Linked DNA regions of Mus musculus: all the other regions are linked to region 1. The links are chromatin contacts, called in public Hi-C and promoter capture Hi-C maps. All regions are on one chromosome and are shown on one strand. The core of a region is the stretch at or near the end of the contact, and the rest is flanking DNA. Distances in the headings are between cores, read along the strand shown. Region 1 overlaps Afap1l2 (actin filament associated protein 1-like 2). Region 2 holds the start of Dclre1a (DNA cross-link repair 1A). Region 3 overlaps Nhlrc2 (NHL repeat containing 2).

What was found. Promoter capture Hi-C pulls out the DNA fragments that hold promoters and counts their contacts. Hi-C and Micro-C count contacts between places; a contact is called where the count stands out from the background.
Region 2: a contact with region 1 is called in a promoter capture Hi-C map of stem cell-derived epiblast-like cells, with 2.3 times the contacts expected there. The contact joins the promoter of Dclre1a here to the enhancer-like site in region 1. A contact is called at or near these places in 15 of 39 promoter capture datasets (the 3T3-L1 cell line, 3T3-L1-derived adipocytes, the C10 cell line and 11 more), 2 of 484 Hi-C or Micro-C datasets (neural progenitor cells and neural stem cells), 10 of 115 datasets of contacts at active chromatin or transcription factors (astrocytes, bone marrow-derived dendritic cells, craniofacial prominence and 7 more) and 2 of 9 other capture datasets (embryonic stem cells and pancreatic islet).
Region 3: a Hi-C map of the C10 cell line shows a contact between it and region 1, with 2.4 times the contacts expected there. The contact joins two enhancer-like sites. A contact is called at or near these places in 1 of 15 datasets of contacts at CTCF or cohesin (large pre-B cells) and 12 of 484 Hi-C or Micro-C datasets (3T3-L1-derived adipocytes, the AML12 cell line, the C10 cell line and 8 more).

What each region holds. Positions count from the first base shown.
Region 1 is chr19:56,913,130-56,917,139 of GRCm38.p6, forward strand. It overlaps Afap1l2 (actin filament associated protein 1-like 2), which reads right to left. Exons shown (of 19, transcript NM_001177797.1): 13 at 3,997-4,010; 14 at 3,195-3,443; 15 at 2,933-3,113; 16 at 2,543-2,698; 17 at 1,241-1,434; 18 at 996-1,124; 19 at 1-279. The coding sequence ends at 253. Among named protein-coding and RNA genes, the nearest start is that of Vwa2, 41 kb to the left of the region's middle. Within about 2 kb of position 2,127, at least 28 of the 459 cell types and tissues checked have an H3K27ac peak or open chromatin away from gene starts, as enhancers often do. A contact at or near this core is called in pancreatic islet and stem cell-derived epiblast-like cells, where this site is marked.
Region 2 is chr19:56,546,074-56,550,083 of GRCm38.p6, forward strand. It overlaps Dclre1a (DNA cross-link repair 1A), which reads right to left and starts at 2,049. Exons shown (of 10, transcript NM_001360437.1): 1 at 1,901-2,049; 2 at 564-1,630. The coding sequence starts at 1,077. It overlaps Nhlrc2 (NHL repeat containing 2), which reads left to right and starts at 2,188. Exons shown (of 11, transcript NM_025811.3): 1 at 2,188-2,787. The coding sequence starts at 2,610.
Region 3 is chr19:56,586,795-56,590,804 of GRCm38.p6, forward strand. Nhlrc2 (NHL repeat containing 2) reads left to right here. Exons shown (of 11, transcript NM_025811.3): 6 at 1,376-1,475. Among named protein-coding and RNA genes, the nearest start is that of Nhlrc2, 41 kb to the left of the region's middle. Within about 2 kb of position 1,632, at least 172 of the 459 cell types and tissues checked have an H3K27ac peak or open chromatin away from gene starts, as enhancers often do.

The DNA of each region.
Region 1 (4,010 bases), core at 877-3,376:
TCATTGACAGCCAGTAGATTTCGACTCCAAAGATGCCACCACGATGCTGCTGCTGGGATCCCTTTGGCTTGAGGAGGAGACAGGGCCTTCTCTTAACCGAAGCTCCGTTTGCAGCGAGCGCCTCATCCCTTGCTTTGTCTTGTAAACAGACTCACCTTTCCTCAGAGTTGCTGTTTTATTGAAGACTTGTCCAGAGCAGGATTGTCACCAAGGTCCACAGTCACATAAGAGTCTTTAGGCAATTCTTGTCTCCTAACTGGCTCCTTTCTTCTCCCATTCCTACAGTACAGACACAAAGCACCCCACCCCACCCCCAAAAGAAAGTTATCCACTGTATCTACCGCCATGTATGTAGAAAAGGGTAAGAAAAATTAACGTCGCTCCAAAGCAGTTACCAACAGAGCTAGCCTCATCCCTAGGAGGAGCACAGCCGAATGCTGTGATTGATTAGTGATGTCTGCAGGGGTGAGGCAGTAGAGGCGTATGCAATTAAATGGATTTAATAGTTCATCATTGGTGAGGGTGGGGGTGTCTGACTTTTTCAGCATCTGCACAGGACAGGAACAAAGAGCAGAGCTTGTCAAAGCCAACACGTCACTCCACTCGAGTTTCTTACTGTACTGAGTTACAGATTAAAGAGCCTTCTCCTTTTGCCCTCGGGGAGAAACTATGTCATGGGGTTAGGTCCTGTTTCTACTTTATTGAGCCTTTTGTCACTGGCTTCTCTGGTTTTGATGTTAGAAACCTTTTGGGTTGGAAACATTTCAGTCACAGCCTGTCCCTGGAATCTACTCCTGAGTGGTGGGGAGGTCGTGGGTGGGGGTGCCCTCAGGCTCACTGGGAAGAACACTTGGTAAATATAAGCACTTTCCTGGTTAATCAGTGGTAAAGCCCGGGCCGGGCCACAAGTGGCATTCTGCTGAGAGCATATCTCTCACTCAGAGCTAGTGCAAAAGCCACAAGGCTTCATCTGCAGCTGAAGAGAGGCCACTCACCTTGGCTTTCTGCAGGACAGTGCCTTTGCCTGTGACCATGACGGAAAGAGGCCTGTTCTTGAGCACAGATGCAGAGTTGACTGGCGTGGAGTCTGGTGGGGGGTTGGGGGTGGCAGCTTTGGGCTGTGGCTGAGAAGGAGAACAAGGACTGGGTCAAATTACTATGTATATAAAACCCACCTCTACCACCCTGTGCCAGGAGGCCCCGTGTAGAGCTCACAGGCCCTCCAGAGCCCAGCACTCACACGAGGGCTCATGTTGTCCAGGTGCGTGGTATCCACAGTGGTGCCCAGGGTCACGGGCCCAGCCTCTGCCTTCTTCAGGTTGTCCTTCACCTCCATGATGCTGAGCTCAAGGTCCACACGCCTGCTCTCCTCCATCCGGCATTCCTCGTCTATTTTCTTCAGTGTCTGCTCCAGCTTGGCCAGGACCCCCTTATCTGTAGAGAGGATAGAGAACCATGCTGGGTAGAGGAAGGTTTCTCTGGGGTTCAAGAAACAAATTATGACGTGGTAGTCTGAGTGAGAATGACGTCCATGGGCTCCTATGTTTGAATGCTTGGTCTCCAGAAGGTGGAACTGTTTGGGAAGGATTAGGAGGTGTGGCCCCGCTGGAGAGAAGGTGTGGCCTTTCTGGAGAGAGGGTGCGTCAGTCATTCTCGGTTAGAATGCTCTCTGTGCTTTGTGGTTCTGTCTCAACTTTGAGCTCTCAGCTACCTCTCCAGTGCCTGCCTGCTGGCTGACACAATCTCCCCACCATGACTCACTATCATGGACTCAACCTCTCCAGAACTATGAGCCCCACCTTACATCCTTTCTTTTATAAATCACCTTGGTCATGGTATTTTTGTCATAAGAATGGAGAAGTCACCAGTGAAACTGCTAACTGAATATATATTAAAAACCCACTGCCCTGTGCACATTAAATGGGTTCACTGCTAGACAAATGGACTCTATCCCGACAACTGAAAAGTAGAGAGACTGTCCCTAAGGTCTTCCTTTGATTGCCATGCCATAGCTTCCCAGGAACCTGTCGGATTTGTCCCCAAACCTGTTAGGCTGGTTGTGCTCGCTAGTGCAACTCTGTGATTTAAATATCAAATGAGATCCAGGTCAAGTAATTCTGAGAGGCCTCAGAGGTCAGTTGCTAGGAAACCTCCCATGAGCCTGAGCCGGCTGAGACTGGAAAATCACCTGGAAGCTCTCCTCTCCGACTTTGTGCACCTAAGACCAGAGCCTGGAAATTAAGAAGTGCACTGCAGGCGTGGTTAGCATAGAGGTGCCTTGGCAGACCAGTCAGCTGACCCAGATCGTCAACCTGAGAACAACCTAAGTACCTGCTGGTGCTGTTGACCCTGTTTCATGGATCCAGGCAGAGACAGCCTCAGACAGGACCAGAAGAAGAGGGTCATTTCTGAGTGAGGGTGAGGGGACTCAGGCCAAAGGATCCAGAGGTAGATGACAAATCCAGGTTCATTCCCTCTCAAAGCCCGTGTGTGTTGAGTGAGACAAAGTTCCACCCTGGCCCTCCATGCAGAGGCCCCCTACCTGTGCATCTCAACAGGGTCTCTTTGAGCTCCCGCTTCTCTCTGCGGAGCTGAGCCAGGTGCCCTCGGATCTCCTCCTTGCTCCTCTCCAGCCTCTCCTTCTCCTCCGTGTACCGCTTTACTTCCGCCTCTGTCCGATTCTTCCCAAGTTTGATCTCTACAGACCAGAGAAGGAACCGGCTTGTGTCAGCAGGGATGGGTGAGGCATGGGGAACACCCATGCTGGATGCCAGCCCTACAGTGATGGGGTGGGATGTGTCCCTCACTTTTGTTGTTGGGGTGGTCCAGGGCAGGTTCCCTCACCTCTGTGAACCCATCCTCTCGTGTGAAAGAAGAGGATCGGGCTGACTCGCTATGTCTAAAGCGCTAAGCCTGGATCTAGTCCATATACCTGCACTGGTCACTCTCAGCTTCTCCTTCACAGGTGGGCTGGCAGCGATGGGGGCAGAAGCCATGGTGTCTGGGCAGTTGGCTGGGAAGGAGATTCTCTGCTGCTCGGCCTGTAGCTTAACCATGGTGATTCGCGGGGTGGGCTCGATAGGCTCTGAAGACTCTTGAACCTCTGGTTGCCTCTGCCAAGACAGATCATACACTGCTCTATGACTGCAGGGCTTGGTGAGGTGGCTGGGTACGGTTGCTGGGATGGCTTGTACCTGCTGCACCTCTGGGTCTCCTGGAGACTCTGTGTGGGGCTCCTCTGGGGTGGTGCCTGGCTTTGGGTCTACTGTGAGGGTCTCAGCTACATCGTCCTGATGTGGCACTGCTGGGAGAGAGGCCTGCGCCTGAGCCTCACTGCTACTGTGCAGGAAGGACTTGACCGGTGTGAGATCCAGGTAGACTCTGTCTGGCTCACTACCACTGTTAGCATCGACAGCAGGGGCGGCTTCCTCGGCAGGCTCCACCTACAGGAAAAAGCCAGGGGTGTTTACTACCTCATTCCCTTGGCTGTAAGGGACCCAGCCTCAGGATTGCCTGTCCCCTCTCATGCTGCAGTTTCTGTGTTGCTTCCTCCCTTCCTACGGAACCCTCTGTGGGGTCCTGGATGGGATGTCAGAGCCCAGAGTCAGAAGGCTCAGAACACAGCATTCTGTGTAAAGAAGGAAGTGACAGGGGGGTCAGGATTGAGGGAGATACAACTACTTCGTTCCAGAACCAGGACCCTGCCACCAGCATGCTCGGCCCGCCTCAGCTACCAACGTAGGCTTTGAAGGCTAATGTGCCAATGCTCCTACCTCACGCTACCCACCATCTATTCTCCACACCCAGCACCGATCAGAGCAAATAACCAAGTATTGTTTACTAGATAGGTCTCCAGTTAGGTGAGTCTCATGCACACAACCCTATGCACAAAGGGTGGCCCAGTAGGTGACTGGGAACTGCTGGTCTTGGGGACAGTCTGACTGTCTGTGATCATACCCCCTCACCTCCAACCCCATCCCCAGTCCAAGTGCTCACCACGGCTATCAGCT
Region 2 (4,010 bases), core at 799-3,298, 370 kb before region 1:
AAAAACAAATAGTCATAACTCATTCCCCACATAGTCCAAGGGGAATTTTCTATGTGTTAAACATGACATTTATCTTAAAATATAATAAAAGCATGGCATCACTTCTGTTACTGGCACATTTCTGTGAGGCTGAGTCATCTCAGACTACCTTCTAGTTCCTCTTCTGGTATATTAACATGCATGATGAATACAACATATCCATATTTAGAAACCAAATGTATTTATAATTTTTTTTTATCTAATTCTAAAGTAGGATAACAAATAGGCCTGGTTTATTCAGCTTGTAGGAACACTCATCTATAAAGTGTTAATACCACTTAACTTATATAGTCCTTATAAGAGTTAAGTAGGAGAAAGCAGAGTGAAAGAAAGGTTCAGCGACATTTGTGGAAACTGAGAAGTTGAGATGATGGCTCAGTCGACAAAGTGCCTGCTGTGTCCACAAGGACCCGGGTTCCTATTACAAACCTGTACGTAAACAAGTCAGTCATGGTTGCAAGCGCCTATAGTCCCTGGGGGGACTGAGGGGACACTGGCAGGAGCCTTGATGGGTCTTTCCTTACCTGTGTCAGAGATAGGTGGAGAATCCAAACACTCAAACACATGCCACTGGGGCGTCTGACCCAGCAATGAGGAGAAGGGCATCTGGCAGCTTGGGCAGTATCCATCATAAACAGGGCGCACCTTCGGGGTCACTTGCTTCCCTCTGCGAGTTCTATGTTGCTTTTTCGGTGTTGTCTCTTTGTTTTGAGACTGCTGACTCTCATCTCTACAGCTCGAACTCTGACTGGAACCTGCAGAAATCTGACTGTCTGTTTCTGCAAGGCACACTTTGTGGTCCTTCGTCTTGCCTGGATTTTCTGAAGTCCTTTTTTCATTTCCTTTTGACTGGTGTTTTCCATCTGTTGATTTTTCAACAGATTCTGAAATATTTTCAGAACAATTATTTGGATGTACGGGTTTGGGCTTTCTTTTAGATTTATATTCCCAGATTTCTTCTTCCCAAAACGTGTCTTCTAACATGGCCAAATGATTTTTGTGAGTACAGCACCAGTCTTTGGTGAATTCAGAGTCCATTTCTTGTAACAAGTTTTTAATAGGAAAAAAAAAGTAGCCAAAAGCCAACTAACTTGGTTGGAACTGAAAGCTTTGGTGATATTGGCACACAACCCACTTAGTACCTGTGAACACCTGCTGTTCCATTTTATACCATAATAAAATTAAGAGAACTCACTACAGGGTAACATCTATACGGTTTTCTTTACATTGTGACACTATTTCATTCAGGTTTTTTTTTAACTTCTCAGAACTTGATTTATAAAAATAAGAATCAAGAATGTCTTGAATGTCAAGCACTGACGGTAAGTACCAGGCTCAATGACTTTAACTGAAAACAGTCTCCATATAATGGTTAGAAAGCTATTCTGGCTCTCGTTCATGTGGACAAGTGTCCATTTACAAGTCCAGTCACAGTCCCTAGTCTACTTAGTGTGAGACTAGTCCATAGACTAGACCATAATCAAAGAGGTGTTGGTTACAACCGACAGCTGCCCTTATTCGTGACTCATGGGTCCAACCAGTTTCAGCTTCCTGGGTCAGTCCATTTCTTCCTCCATCCTAGGATCAAACCCTGCACAGTGAACAAAGTTCAAACATGTGAGACTGTACTCCACACCATAGGGGCTGTCTGCCCTGAAATCAATCAGCCACTTCTGCAGACCTCCAGAGAGGTCAGGTACCAGAAAATTCCTACAGGCTCCCGCTCTTTGCCTTTGGATCTGGGGTGGGGGGAAGATCAATGAAGGAGCCCTACATTATTCCCAGGTTAAATAATGCCAACATCCCAATGAGCCCTTGTGCAGCTCGCCCCGTTCCTCCCGGTAGTCCCTCGTGGGCACACCTGGCCTGGCAGCAGGGGGACCCCGCTGCAGCTGCCTCCTCTCTGCGCCAGCTCGCGGGACATTCCATTCGCGCCCGCACTTTCAGCACACCCAGAGTCACAGGACACTTTTGTTGTTGTCAACACAAAACCACCGGCCTCACTGCCTACATTAAAAAAAAAAAAAAAAAAAAAAAAAAAAAAAAAAAGAGTCTCCTCCGAGGGTTGCTTTACCTTCTTTACCTTTCGAGTCTTTCTTGGCGGGAACGCTGTCCCACTGTCACTGCCGTGCCGAATCGGCTGATCTCAGTTTAAGAGTGGGACACACAAATGGGCAGGCTTTTCTTAAGTCGGCTCTTTTAAACGTGTACATGGTTATTTGAATTTTATTTGTCTTGGAATTCCCTGCCGGGCTTCAAAGGCAATGGGTTCCCAGCTCCTCTGGAGCGCGACCCTAGCAGCCTTCCCCGTGTCGAATCTGGCGCTCTGAACGTCCAGGCTTCGCGGCGGCCCGGAACCTGGAAGGGGCGGGGTGGGCAACTCTGGAGTTTAATTACGCGCCAGGGAAGCACGGCCCTTTGGACTTTGGCGTCCGGAGGAAGGCTTATTGGAGGCGGAAGCGTGTGTGGCGCAGGGCCGGGCTGGCCAGGCCCCGCTCTGAGTCAAGAGGGCGGCGCACGCTGGTCCGACCCGCGCCCTCGGCCCCGGAGCCCTCGGGAGCTCGCGCAACATGGCGGCTCCCGGAGCGCGCGGCGCGAGCCTCTCGGGCCTGCTGCCCGCGCAGACCTCGCTCGAGTACGCCCTGCTGGACGCCGTCACCCAGCAAGAGAAGGATGAGTTGGTCTACCAGTATCTGCAGAAGGTGGACGGCTGGGAGCAGGACCTAGCGGTGCCCGAGTTTCCGGAAGGTGAGGGGCTGGCGTCGGGGTGGGGGCCGCTCCCGGGTCCTCCCCTTCCTCGGTGGCTCCCTCCCGCCAGCAGATCGGTGCCCTGCGGTCCTCCCACAGCCCCCGAGGTGCTCCAGGGGAGCAGCGACACACGGAGGGGGTTCTGCTGGGCGGGGACCAGTGTTTGCATCTCTGTCTGGAATCCTGCGTGACCTGACGTCAGTAGCCTCAAGGCTCCATGGGTGTATATTGATCACTTTTTAATGTGCCACAGACGGTTTGAAGCACTTGAGAGCTCCTACTTACCTGGTACAACCCACCGAGACCCTCTTACTAGTCTTGTTTTACAGTTAAGGAAACTGAGGCACAGGGAAGGCTAGGAAACCTGCCCGTCTAATAACCACTAGAGTTGGACTACATTCTACAGGCATAGCATCTGATGGTTTTCTAGTCCAACCGCGTTTCCACGTTCAAAGTGGTGAACCTATTGATCTTTAAAATCTGGAATCAATTTTAGCTTAGTACTCAGGTTTGAATCCTAGTAGTGGGAACTGTTGGGACATAGGGAAACGATACTCCCGGTAGTACAGTTTAAACAAAACGCTCCCTTACCTTCTTTGGTTGGGAGTGTCATTGTTTAGCCTGCCGTGTTGGCATGTGTCCTGGCGTGTGACACTGAAACCACATGCATAGTTAATTTGTTACCTGTGGTAGGGTTCAGGTATCTTCCGGAAGGATCTATCTGTTCCTCCTTCATCCCACAACAGTCTTGGATATTTCGGACCCTTTTGCACTCGCCTTGAGAGGGGCTTACCGTTCCCCTCGTTATACTGGATTTGAAATACCGTGGAATTGCAAAAGAATTGGCTGCATGGAGGTCGGTCCCATCAGAGAAACTTAAAAATGACAAACACGTATATGCAGTGTATACATATCTTCTGAAAACTTTGTAATAAAGCACGTGGTAAATACACTATTATAAGCCAGTAGGCCATCAGTTAGAATTTTGAGAAATGTTTCATTTGTATTTATAGTAAGTTTACTATATTACCATGATATTTGACCACTGTGACTGAAATCATACTCATAAGAAAATAATCAGGCTTTGTCTTTGACATAGCCTGATGTTCTGCCGCAGCCAGTTATTAACAGAAAGTTAAAAACAGACAAAGCAGGTTTTGAGATAAAACTTGATTGTTCAATCTTGATTGTCGTTTACTGATCTTAGAAGATACTCATTCTTT
Region 3 (4,010 bases), core at 382-2,881, 330 kb before region 1:
TTACAAATAAAATAATTCTGTAAGATAATGTCTTACCAGACTACTTTAGTTAAAGCGTCTCAGTTACTTCAGAGTGCCTCCTAATTAAATATGTTAACAGAATAAATCTGAGGAGCAGAGCTTTTCCCCTTATAATAAGTGTGACATCATTCAGATTTAGACAAAAATAAGATGGTAAAATTCATGGTAGTAAACAGCATATTATAATATACTGTACCCTTGGTCTGCTAAACTCCTTGAAGGATTTTAAACCAGGCCCGAGAGGTGGCTCATTTGCTGAAGGGCTTGCCGTGCAGCATGAGGATCTGAACTCAGTCTTGAGCACCCACATAAAAAGCTCGGCCTGCCTCAGAGCCCTGGGGGCTGAGATGGAGGATCCTTGGACTTTCCCAGTAGCCAGCCAGTCCAGCCAGATCAGTGAACTCTAGGTACACAGAGAACCTGTCTAGTAAGTACATAAAGCAGAGCCTGACTGAAGGAGACACAACATTGACCTCCAGCCTCCACACACACATGTGCACACTCCTACAGACACAACCCCGTAAGTATTAGAGGCTACTAGATAGTGCATTTGCAAATGACTGATCTACTTTGTGTCTGAATATCAAATCCCATGCCTTTGGTAATAAAAAGACACATTCCTTTAGCTTCTTTTTATTGTTATTTTGTTTTAACACAGGGTCTCTACTTTGTAACCCAGGCTGGCCTGGAACTTGCTATGTAGTCTAACAGGCTTCCAACTTGGGCTTCTCCTGCCTCTGCCTCTGCCTCTCTGCCTCTCTCTGCCTCTCTCTGCCTCTCTGCCCCTCTGCCCCTCTGCCCCTCTGCCCCTCTGCCCCTCTGCCTCTGCAGTACAGGAATGGGCCACCACACTCCTCTGAAATCTGCCTCTTAGCCTCTGGGACTACAGGAGTATGCTTCCACACTGCTCTTAAAAGCATCACTTCTTTTGTGGAAATTGCCAGAGTTTTCTTAGAGAATATCAGCCCATTTTTGTGTCACATAAAAAATGTTTTAATCGGTGTTTAAAAACATTGTTTCCAGAGATGCAGATTGACATACTGCTATTAAGAATGTGTGGATTTGGTTTAAGGAAATGGAAATGCTAATTGATTTAATTTTGTCATTGCACATTGTAAACATGTATTGAATTATCACCCTGTACTGCATTTAATTAAAAAAAATATGACAGCTTTGGGTTCTCATGAAACTGTTGCAGGTGAGGTGGAAGGTTTCTAGTAACACATCTTCCCTGAGGAACCGTGTTCTGAAACAGCTGATTTATAAAAACTAGTATCATCTATGGATTTCAATTCCTAAAAAGTATCATAGTAACCAGATATGTATATAATACATGCTACTTATTTTCATAAAGGTTCAGAGGTCCAAAGAAATGACATCCTGTGGATAGCCATGGCAGGGACTCATCAGATATGGGCACTCCTCCTAGACTCTGGCACACTGCCAAAGAAAAGGTAAGTGGCTGTGTCCTGGGACAGCCGTCCTCCTTAGTCCCCAGCTTCCCTGCCCAGGTCACCGTGCCAGGGTGCGCACACTCAGCCACATGGCCCAACAGGCTTCTTGCTCTCTCGAGTGGCTTCACTGGGGAGCATTGGTCTGCTCCCCAGGCCGAGGAGGCAGCTGCTGTCAGGAGCTCTGCCAGCCCTTCTGGCAGAGATAGAGAGGAGGAGGTGGTGAGTCACTAGCTGGTTCTCAAAGCTGCTGCTCAGAGGTGACATAACGTCACTTCCACTTGTATTTCATCAGCCTTAGTTAAGCCTGTGGCTGCATCTAATTTCTAAGAGCCTGGGAGGAGCCATTCTTCTGAGTGCCTAGAGAGAGAACCAGAAATGTTAGGTGGGGCTTTAATCCTTCACAACATAAACACAGTTCCTGTGTCTGCAGTCACTCCTTCAGGTGCTTCAGAGTGCTGCATGGCAGTCCTAGCTCTCCTTACTGTGGAAGCACAGGAGAGTGAGTGAGCCCCTTTACCTCTGTCATTTTCCATCATTGTATGTGTTTGTGTCACCTAGGGGATTGCTGTGTGAAGAGTTAGGATAGCATTGGCACCAGGCGGGCACGTGAGTGTGGGGAGCAGTACTTCTCCTGACTCCCCCTCCTCCCTCAGCCTCAGGCGGGGCTGGCTGCACTCCCCTTTGCTCCTCTCTTCTCTGTCTCTTGGCTCATGCCTGATTATAACTGTTTCTTCCTACTAGACTACCTCTTAAAGAAATGAGCCTGGTTCCATTTACTCAGTGTACTCGGCCCTGTGCTGTATCTGTTAGATAACAGCCCAGTAAGAGCCTATATGTAGAATAAGTAAGTGACTGAAAGTCTGTCCTGTGCCTGCGGAAGGCACTGAGCCAGGCCACTGGAGCTGCACACTGGCTTGCCCATTTGCGGTCTCACAAACCTAGGACCACTTGTTCAGGGTGGTACCACCCAAAGTGGGCGGGGCCCTTTCATGTCAATCATCAGTGACCACAAGTTTGTCCACAGGTCAGTCTGATGGACACATTCTCTGTTGACGTTCCCTCTTCTCAGACGACTCCAGTTTGTGTCAAGTTGACCAAAAGCTGACCAGAACACAGTCACAGACCACAAAGTTGTTATGTAGTAATAGGAAGTAGGTACAAGCTTACAAGCTATCACAATTATCTTTGGTTGCTTTTAGCTTTTTATGCAGTATTTCTCTGTGTAGCTCTGGCTATCCTAGAATTCACTCTGTACTCTAGACTAGCGTCAAGCTCAGATCCACCTGCCTCTACCTCCTGAGTGCTGAAATTAAAAGTGTGCACCATCACCGCCCAGCCCACTACACTCATCTTTATTTGTAGAAAGGGACAGCTGTCTAGCAAGTTCAAGACCTCCGGTGTCCAGGCACAGGTGTGGAACGCAGCTGTGTAGTGGTTTATGACAGTCACGCATCTGAAACAGCAGTTCTCAATCTGTGGGCTGTGATCCCTTTGAGACTGAATGACCCTTCATAGGGGTCACCTAAGACCATCAGAAAACACAGATATTTTCATTATGATTTACCTTAGTAATAATTACAGTTATAAAATAACAACAAAAATAAGTATATGGTTGGGAGTCACCACAACGTGAAGAACTGTATTCAAGGGTCGCAGCATTAGGGAGGTTGAGGACCACTGACATAAAATGTTCGTTGGTTCCTTTCACTAGGCACTGTGTTGGACACTAGGGATGCAGTTAGATGACCTCTGTGTTAGAAGTAAAAGGAAGACATGCCCATCCTCAGAAGAATCAGATCGGCAAACAGTGACAGTAGAGAGTGCTTGTGTCAGCAGCATCTGCGCTCCTTCATGCCGAGATCCTTAGCCAAGGGATTTGAAGTGTCATGGAGGACTTCTGTAGAGAGGTCTTCCAAGCTGAGCTGATGCTGCTGGTGTCAGTAACATCAGGTCTTGCCACACCTTGAGTCCTTTTAAGAGATCTGGACATTCCAAATGTTGTTATAGAAAGTTTTAATCTAGGAGTGAACTGATTTGATGTGTTCTTGGAAGAACCCTTCCAGCACTTAGAGTGGAGCAAGACCATTCAGGACACTCTAGCTGTCATCTAGGCAAGAGGCAGTAGTGACGTGAGCAGTTGGGTTACCAGTGGTGCATGAGGTGTGAGTACAGCAGCAGCCACAGGTCACAGCAGCTGGGATGTCCTGGCAGGGCTGCCTAAGTCTCCTTGTCAGAAGGCTCGTCGATATTTATAGTAGGAAAATGATTGCTCAAGTTACATCAGTCTGCATTTTAATTTTGTGGGTGCATTGCTACAAAGATAGTGTCTAATACAGACTTGCAGGCAGTGCTGGCCCCTAGTGCTTAGTGTCAGCTCACTGTTGCACCTCTCCTTCCCACGGGACTCTTCTCTGACGTGCTTAGACCTCTTCCCTCGCAGTAAGTGTTGCACGTGCTTCAGCAGTGTGTTACTCATCCTGTGTCCTCGCCCTTACCCGCCTTTGTGCCCCGTAGCAGTCGCGGGTGCTACTCGCA